Linked DNA regions of Mus musculus: region 1 is linked to region 2. The links are chromatin contacts, called in public promoter capture Hi-C maps. All regions are on one chromosome and are shown on one strand. Each heading gives the region's core, a stretch centred on a gene start, on an enhancer-like site or on the middle of the called end of the contact. The rest is flanking DNA. Distances are from core to core; before and after follow the strand shown.

Evidence for each region. Promoter capture Hi-C pulls out the DNA fragments that hold promoters and counts their contacts.
Region 1: a promoter capture Hi-C map of pre-B cells shows a contact between it and region 2. The contact joins the promoter of Cep20 here to the promoter of Usp7 in region 2. A contact is called at or near these places in 1 of 39 promoter capture datasets (pre-B cells) and 1 of 484 Hi-C or Micro-C datasets (CD8 T cells).

Annotation. Positions count from the first base shown.
Region 1 is chr16:14,315,491-14,318,686 of GRCm38.p6, forward strand. Cep20 (centrosomal protein 20) reads right to left here and starts at 1,842. Exons shown (of 5, transcript NM_025345.2): 1 at 1,804-1,842. The coding sequence starts at 1,831.
Region 2 is chr16:8,736,084-8,739,751 of GRCm38.p6, forward strand. It overlaps Usp7 (ubiquitin specific peptidase 7), which reads right to left and starts at 2,259. Exons shown (of 31, transcript NM_001003918.2): 1 at 2,121-2,259. The coding sequence starts at 2,202.

The DNA.
Region 1 (3,196 bases), core at 592-3,091, 5.6 Mb after region 2:
TTAATATGCCACAATAATTAAAACCCATAGAGCAGTTCGGAAACATTTAGGTACATATAAGCAGAGTTTCTGATCTTTAGTAACTAACAACAGTCCTTGGCCACGTGATCGAGGATAGCCACTCTTAGACTTTTCACTTTTCTTCTCTTTTATTTCTAAAGCACTCCTTCAACCTTTCTACAGGTGTCAACCAATTATACTCTGAAACAGGTCCATAAAAGGACAGCTTTATCTTAAGATCATAACACAATCCCCGTTCTCTAGTTCCATCTTTGGAAATTAAGGGAAAGAGTCTTTTCTACTGGCAAGCATCCTGTCCCAGTTACTCTGAAGTACACACAGTACAGCCTCAAACTTTGCAGAAAACGCAAAGTAATGAGCTGGATTTGGGAAACGCAGCATGTCCTTCATACTTGGTGGCAGATTCCTAAACCATGCCTCAGCTGCCTTCTCCGAGGTAATGAACTCTACTTCTCAGAGAAAGAGCTAGGTGAAATGGAAGAGGTTTTAGACCAGTAAAAGCCCAGAAAATGTAAGATCACTGATTAGGAACAAGTTTTTATTACTTTTCTCTCAGACACAAAGCATACCAAGAACCAGAGAACGCAGAAGAACATATATAAGGAGGTCCCCCTCAATTTGTAGGGATAACCTCTGGGCTCTTTTATCATTTTGCTACTTGTAGTCTTATGCTTACAATGCTATTATTATAAAAATGCCTTCAGGAATTGGTCTTAACCCAACTTCTTTTCCATAGACTTTATCTTGAAATCCTATGAAAAGTTTATACAATATACATGTACTATGTATACTCCCATCCCCAGAACAGCTCATTGACTCATGTGAAGTCCCTCCTGGGGACTGAGGTATGTCTGCTTTTGGAATGCTCACCAGCAGTGTCCCCAATACATATGCAGTCAATAGTTACTACATCTTAGTCTCCAAACTATTCCATTTGGTTCTCTCCAGATTTCCATTACCGTTGGCTTAGTCTCTGAATTCCTTGACACTCAGAACTAGGTTTATTCTACGGGAAGCAGAATGGCATGATTAAGCCAGTGCACCTTATGGGGTTTCCACACGAGTCGATTTCTATCTAAATTATCGTGGATGAAATATTCCAACTCTCATGTATGAAATGGACATAGCGTTGCTACACAGAATCAAGTTGGATGAGTTGTTAAGGGTCTGATAGAATCACATACTGAACCTTAACTCCAATTACAACTCAAACGTTAACTCTAATTACTATTCAGAGTTAACAGTATACACGCGTTATTGATGTCTACTCCTTGTTTTGTAGTCCTGGGGATGGAACCTGCATGCACCCTGCACACAACCAACCATTTTGGAAAACCTCTTCCGAAAAATCCTGAAGAGCCGCCAGGATGGACAACTCTGTCTCAGGTTTCTGCCAAAGGACAAGGAGGACCTAGCCATACGTTGTCGTCCGGATGGGCTAGCCGTGCAAATCATTGGGAAGTGTGTCTGTCACCAAATCGTGGCTGTGGTGTTGTCGTGGTCAGCTCGGAACGCAGGCCTTTGGGCGCTGTCTGCTCAGTAGGGTTCTAAGAGATACCCAGAGGTCCTGAGGGGACAACAGATACCAGTCCCTTCCTCCAGCTCAAAGGCTGGCCCTAACATAGCGCATGCGCAAAGGCCGCCCCTGGTGGGCCCTGCCACCCTAGAACGACCCTGGAAAAAGATGAGCCGATGTCCCGCGCGCTCTCCTTCTGTCCCATCCCTATCATATACGGAAGGTTCGACGCTTCCCGCAACCGAGCATCCCCTCAATGCACTCACCAGCTTTCAGTTCCGTAACAGTCGCCATTTTTCAACGGCTGCTGGTGCCACGCCTCTCCAGTGCGTACGCACGGCTCTCGGCGCGGCCTCCAACCAATAGGAGTATGGCTCTGCTAGACCGCGTCTGTGCCTGCGCTCCGGTGATTGGCGAGCCGCCACATGAGACTCCACCAATCAGCGACCGTGTGAGGCGGGCTACACTGCAGAAAAGCTTGGAGCCAGAGCCAAATCTGTACCCAACTGCTTTGCCTTTTGTCGCCGCCCAAGTCCTACAGGTCAAGGTGCTGATTGTTCACCTCCCCTCCCCGCACCTTGGCAGGCTTTGTGCTCAGTCCGAGTCCCAGACACAACCCAGCGTCAGAATTACCTGGAAGACTGGTTAGAACAGACTGCTCTGACCCACCCTTGGGTCTTTCTGAGGCACGGACCAAGAGTTGGTTTTTCTGTCAACTTCCAGAATGCTGTGGATGGATGCTGTTAGTCTGAGAAGTGCCACCTTAAAAATCATCTTACACGGCACCCACTCGAAAGTGAACACTAGGAAGTCTTTACACGCCTCAGGTCAATGATGCCCGTTATACAGAGGAGGAAGTTGAGTGTCTAAAGGAAGATCACTGGCAAATGGTGGAGCAGGTGATAACCTAAACCCAGGCCAGCATCTCTTCAAAGCTTGCTCTCTACACTACCGTTAACACCGAGTACATTTGGAATCCTCGAGTTGTTTGTGGAAACAGCTGATAAAAGATTAAGAAGAACAAACATGGGAATAATACATTCAAAATGTGAGGCAGTATAATGGCAGTTGACTCTCCAGGGAGTCTAAGACACTGGACCCTTAAAATTCTGGACAGCCCAATAGTGGAAGTCTATGAGTGGATGCTAGTGAGCATATTTTCGAGGAAGTAAACTGTAAGAAATAGAAAATATAGACTTTAAAAGAAATCATTGGGTGTTTGTTTGTTTTTGTCTCATCTTGTAGTCCACGCTATCTGGGCATTCACTCTGTAGCTCAGGCTGACATTGAACTAACAACAAACACTCTTTTTGCCTCATTCTCAAAGTGATGAACGCCCCTATACTGCCACAACTTGGTTTTGTTTTTAAATTTGCCTCAGGGAGATAGATGTATGTTCTTCCTAAGATTAGCTTTGTTTTGTTTTTTTTCTGAAGTGCACAGGGTGGCTTTGAATTAGCCCTCCTTTCTTTAGCCTCCCAAGTGCTGCAATGACAGGAGTACATCACCATATCAGGCTTCTGAGATATTTCTTAAAGTGGGTAGCAGTTTTAAAGTTTGAAATCCATTTAGAGGAATGGCTCAGTGAATAAAGTTCTTGCTGCATAAATTTGAAGACCTGAGTAACCTTCGAAACCTGTTCTGTAGCCTTAGAATGGT
Region 2 (3,668 bases), core at 1,009-3,508:
CTGACAGAGTGAGGCAGGACCGCATACTAGCATACTAGCCCTGACTACCGATAGGAGGGGAAATTACAACCAACAGAACCAGTCTCCCAGCTTCCCTCTCCATCGAAACCACCCTGCCCTAGAGGGAAGGCAGACAGGATACGCCTCACAAAGCCTTCCTTCCCAAGCTGGTCATAGCTCTGACCCCCTCCAGCTGCTGGCTCTACCAAACCCAAGTAAATAATGGTGCTAGCCATTAGCTCCGGTCTAGATCCCATTTGCAGCCCGGCTTGTGAGACCTACCGAAGTTGTTAACTCTAAATTCGGCTATTCTGGACTTTGGAAGAAGTTATCAACCCTTCCTGATCCTAATTGACAACAGCACAGTACCCTATTTGCGGAGTGCAAAGCTAAAATAAGACTGTCTAACGTGCACTCCCACACCAAAGCACTATACTAGCTCACATGGCCACAGCCCTGAAAGACTGCATTTTCTACAGAATTAGCGCAAGAATAGAAAACTGAAAGCCACAACACCCATTAAACACTAAAACTCAAATACTAACTTTGATAGAAAATGAAAGTTTCACGAGAAAACTCTGGGAAGCAAGCATGAAGCCCAGGATATCATGGGTAAAAAAACCTGTGAAGATCTTCCACCACCCTAATCTCGTCAAAACTTTGGACATAGACATTTTTCCAGATACAGTCTGTATCAGAAATATGCCCCCCCCCAGCGCTGTCCAATCTTATTCTCACAAAGCCCTAGAGGAGCAGTGAGGAAGACTTGAAAGGAAAACGGATGTTCACGTTCCGAGCAACTCTCCACTTTAGACGTGCATGAAATTATAGCATAAAAGGAGTACACTAATCTCCCAAAGGTGAGTTCCATCAGCTATTTGGTTTAATCGCACTTGCCAGACACTCTGAAATTACTGATTTGCTGAGGCCAAGAGAAACAGCCTAGTCCTTGGCATGAACTTCAGCTTCCCCCTTCCCCCGGCCCCCTAGGGCCTTTTTCCCTCTGCTGCATGGTCAGACAATTGTTTGATTCCCACTGATCACCATCAAGTTATTCACAGGGGGGGTCAAGAGTCAGTATTCCTAGCCTAGAGCATGCTACATCATACACAACAAATACAGTTTTACCCCAACTTCCTAGGAACCTTCATTCATTTATGAAAGCCACTATCACTTGCTGAACGGTCCATTCATTGCCCCTCACTGGGATTCCTGCCTGTCTGACCCCTTTAGGGCAGGTAACCGCGCATACTGCCTTCACTTAAAGTACCAAGTCAAAAGAAAAGAAAATGACCAACCCAGCATGAGATCCCGAAGCCAGAGTCCCTCCACTGCGCTTTCACAGCAAACCTTGATAGCGAAGCTCTACAAACAGTATAAAATCCAGTACCAAGATAAATTCCTGCGGCTCCGGTAGAAAACATAGTTACCTCCAGAACTTAATCTGCTTCTGCAGTAGGCCAGCCATGTGCGGCGGAACTCCATAGTTTCAAGCACACTTTTTAGCCGGACGTGGACGGCACCACCTACAGCCAGGTACCCAAACTCCTCCACAAGCCCAGGTAACTTATAAACTAGGCGAACCTGAGTACTTTCCCAGCAAGTCCAAAGGCTGAGGGCAGCTGCGCGCCTTGCAGGTGTCTCCGCAATTAAGCGCGACGCCCGGCAGAGCGCTCGGAAGTTATTGGGGGGAGGCTCTCCGGGGGCGCGTTCAGAAGCAGGTGCAGGGGAACCTGCGCACCCGCTCCCATACCCACCCCAAGAGCTCAGGGGCCGGGGAGCAGGCCCAACCAGCCTGGCCAGAGCCACACACCCCGGAAAGAGGACGGTCCCCGGGGCCCGCCTCCCAACCTGGGTACCCGGAGCCAACACACCTCGATCCTAATTTACGACTCCGGCGCTTTGTGCCCAGCAGCCCGTGCGCTGCACAATGCGTGAACTCGGGGGTCCGGGGCCACCCCCCGCCGGGCCGCATGACTGTGCAGCCCCGGCCCGGCAAAAGCGCCGGGCCGAGCGGGGCCGAGCGGCAGCCCGGCCTGGTTAAAGATGGCGAGGCCCTCGCGTGGCTCCCGCGGCCGCCCGGACCACAATGAAAGCGCCGGCCCCGCTGCGGGCCTCACCTTCCATCTCCATGTCCTCGGGCTCGCTCAGCTGCTGCTCGCCCGCTTTCTGCTGCTGCTGCTGCTGCTGTTGGTGGTTCATGTCGGCCGCGGCCTGGGCCTCGCCTGCGGCCGGAGGCCCGGGCTGCGGGCCCGGCGGGCGGGCGGCTGCTAGCAGAGGCGGCGGCGGCGGCGGCGGCGGGGCGGCCTCCTCCTCTTCCTACCCGCGCGTCGTCGGCGGCGGCGGCCCCGGGGCGGCCCGCGGCGGGCGGCGGCGGCGGCGGCGGCGGCAGGGAGACGCGCACGTACTTGCTCGCGATTCGCCCAATCTCGGCGCCGAGGCGGGCGGGCGGCGGCGGGCCGAGCCGGGCGGCCTCCTCGCTCGCTGCGGCCGCCGCTGCCGCCGCCGCCGCCGCCGCCGCAGGGCCCGCCTCCCGCCGCCGGGGCCGGGGCTGCGGGGCCGCGGGCCGGCCGGGGGCGGAGGGCGGCCGGGCGGGGGCCGCGTAGTCAGCCCCGCCTCGGACCGGGCGCGGAAGGCTGGAGGCCGGGCGGGCCGCGGCGAGCCTGCGGGCCCGGGTGTGGGCTGCGGCGGCGACCGCTGAGGCTGCGCGGGCGGGTGACCGGCTGGCCGCGCTCGGGGCGCTGAGGCCTCCGCCTCCTCGGCGTCGTCGTCGGGGCTCCGGCAGCGGACGCGGCGCCCGGCGGCTCGGCTCGGCTCAGCTCGCTCTCAAAATGGCGGCGGCGTGAAATGTCACATCCGCATGGGGGGCGAGAGCGGAGCGAACGAGACGAGGGCGGGCGGCGGGCGGAGCGGGAGGCGGAGCGGGAGGCGGAGCAGGGAGCGGCCCGCCCGCCGCCACCGAGGAGCACCCACCCCGCGCGCCGGCCGCCCGCCCGCCAGCCCTGCTGGAGCGGGGCGCCGGGGTCTCCTCTGTGAGGCAGCGGAGCGCAGCCCAGGGCCGCGGGGCTCCGGCTGAGGGTAGGGGTGCTCGCGGGAACTGGGCTGGACAAGGAGCCCAAGGCGCGGCGCCGTTTTACGGCCCGTAACCGGCCCCGGGATTCTCACCCGGGCAAATACGTGGGAAACTTAACTCTTTTGCACCCTAGATCCAATAAGGCAAAGTGTAGTCCTTCGGCTCTCACCTATCCCAGCATTCATTTATTTCCTCTCTAGGAGATCAGGTTGGCCACGATCGTCCACTGGGAAAGAGTCTCTCGGGTAGTCCAAGCTGGCCTGGAACTTTTCATGGTGCTTGATGGACACCTGATCCTCCTGCGTCTACCTTTCTAAGTTTTAGGAGTCAAATTTTTTTAAAAGCGAACTTTTCAATACAAGAAATTTGAAGAGGGAAAATCTGATTGATTTAAGGCCTAAGCGCCAACTGACTTGGGGGGGGGGGGGTAGCACATGCCTTTTTAATCCCAGAATTTGGGAGGCGGAGGCAGAGGCTGAGGCAGTAGGATCTCTTCGAATTGGAGGCATGGCCAAGCCAACCAGGACTCAAACAAATCAACAACAAAACAAGAACATCTTGGCCTGAACGCTTCCCATCAAGGAACTTCCTCCTA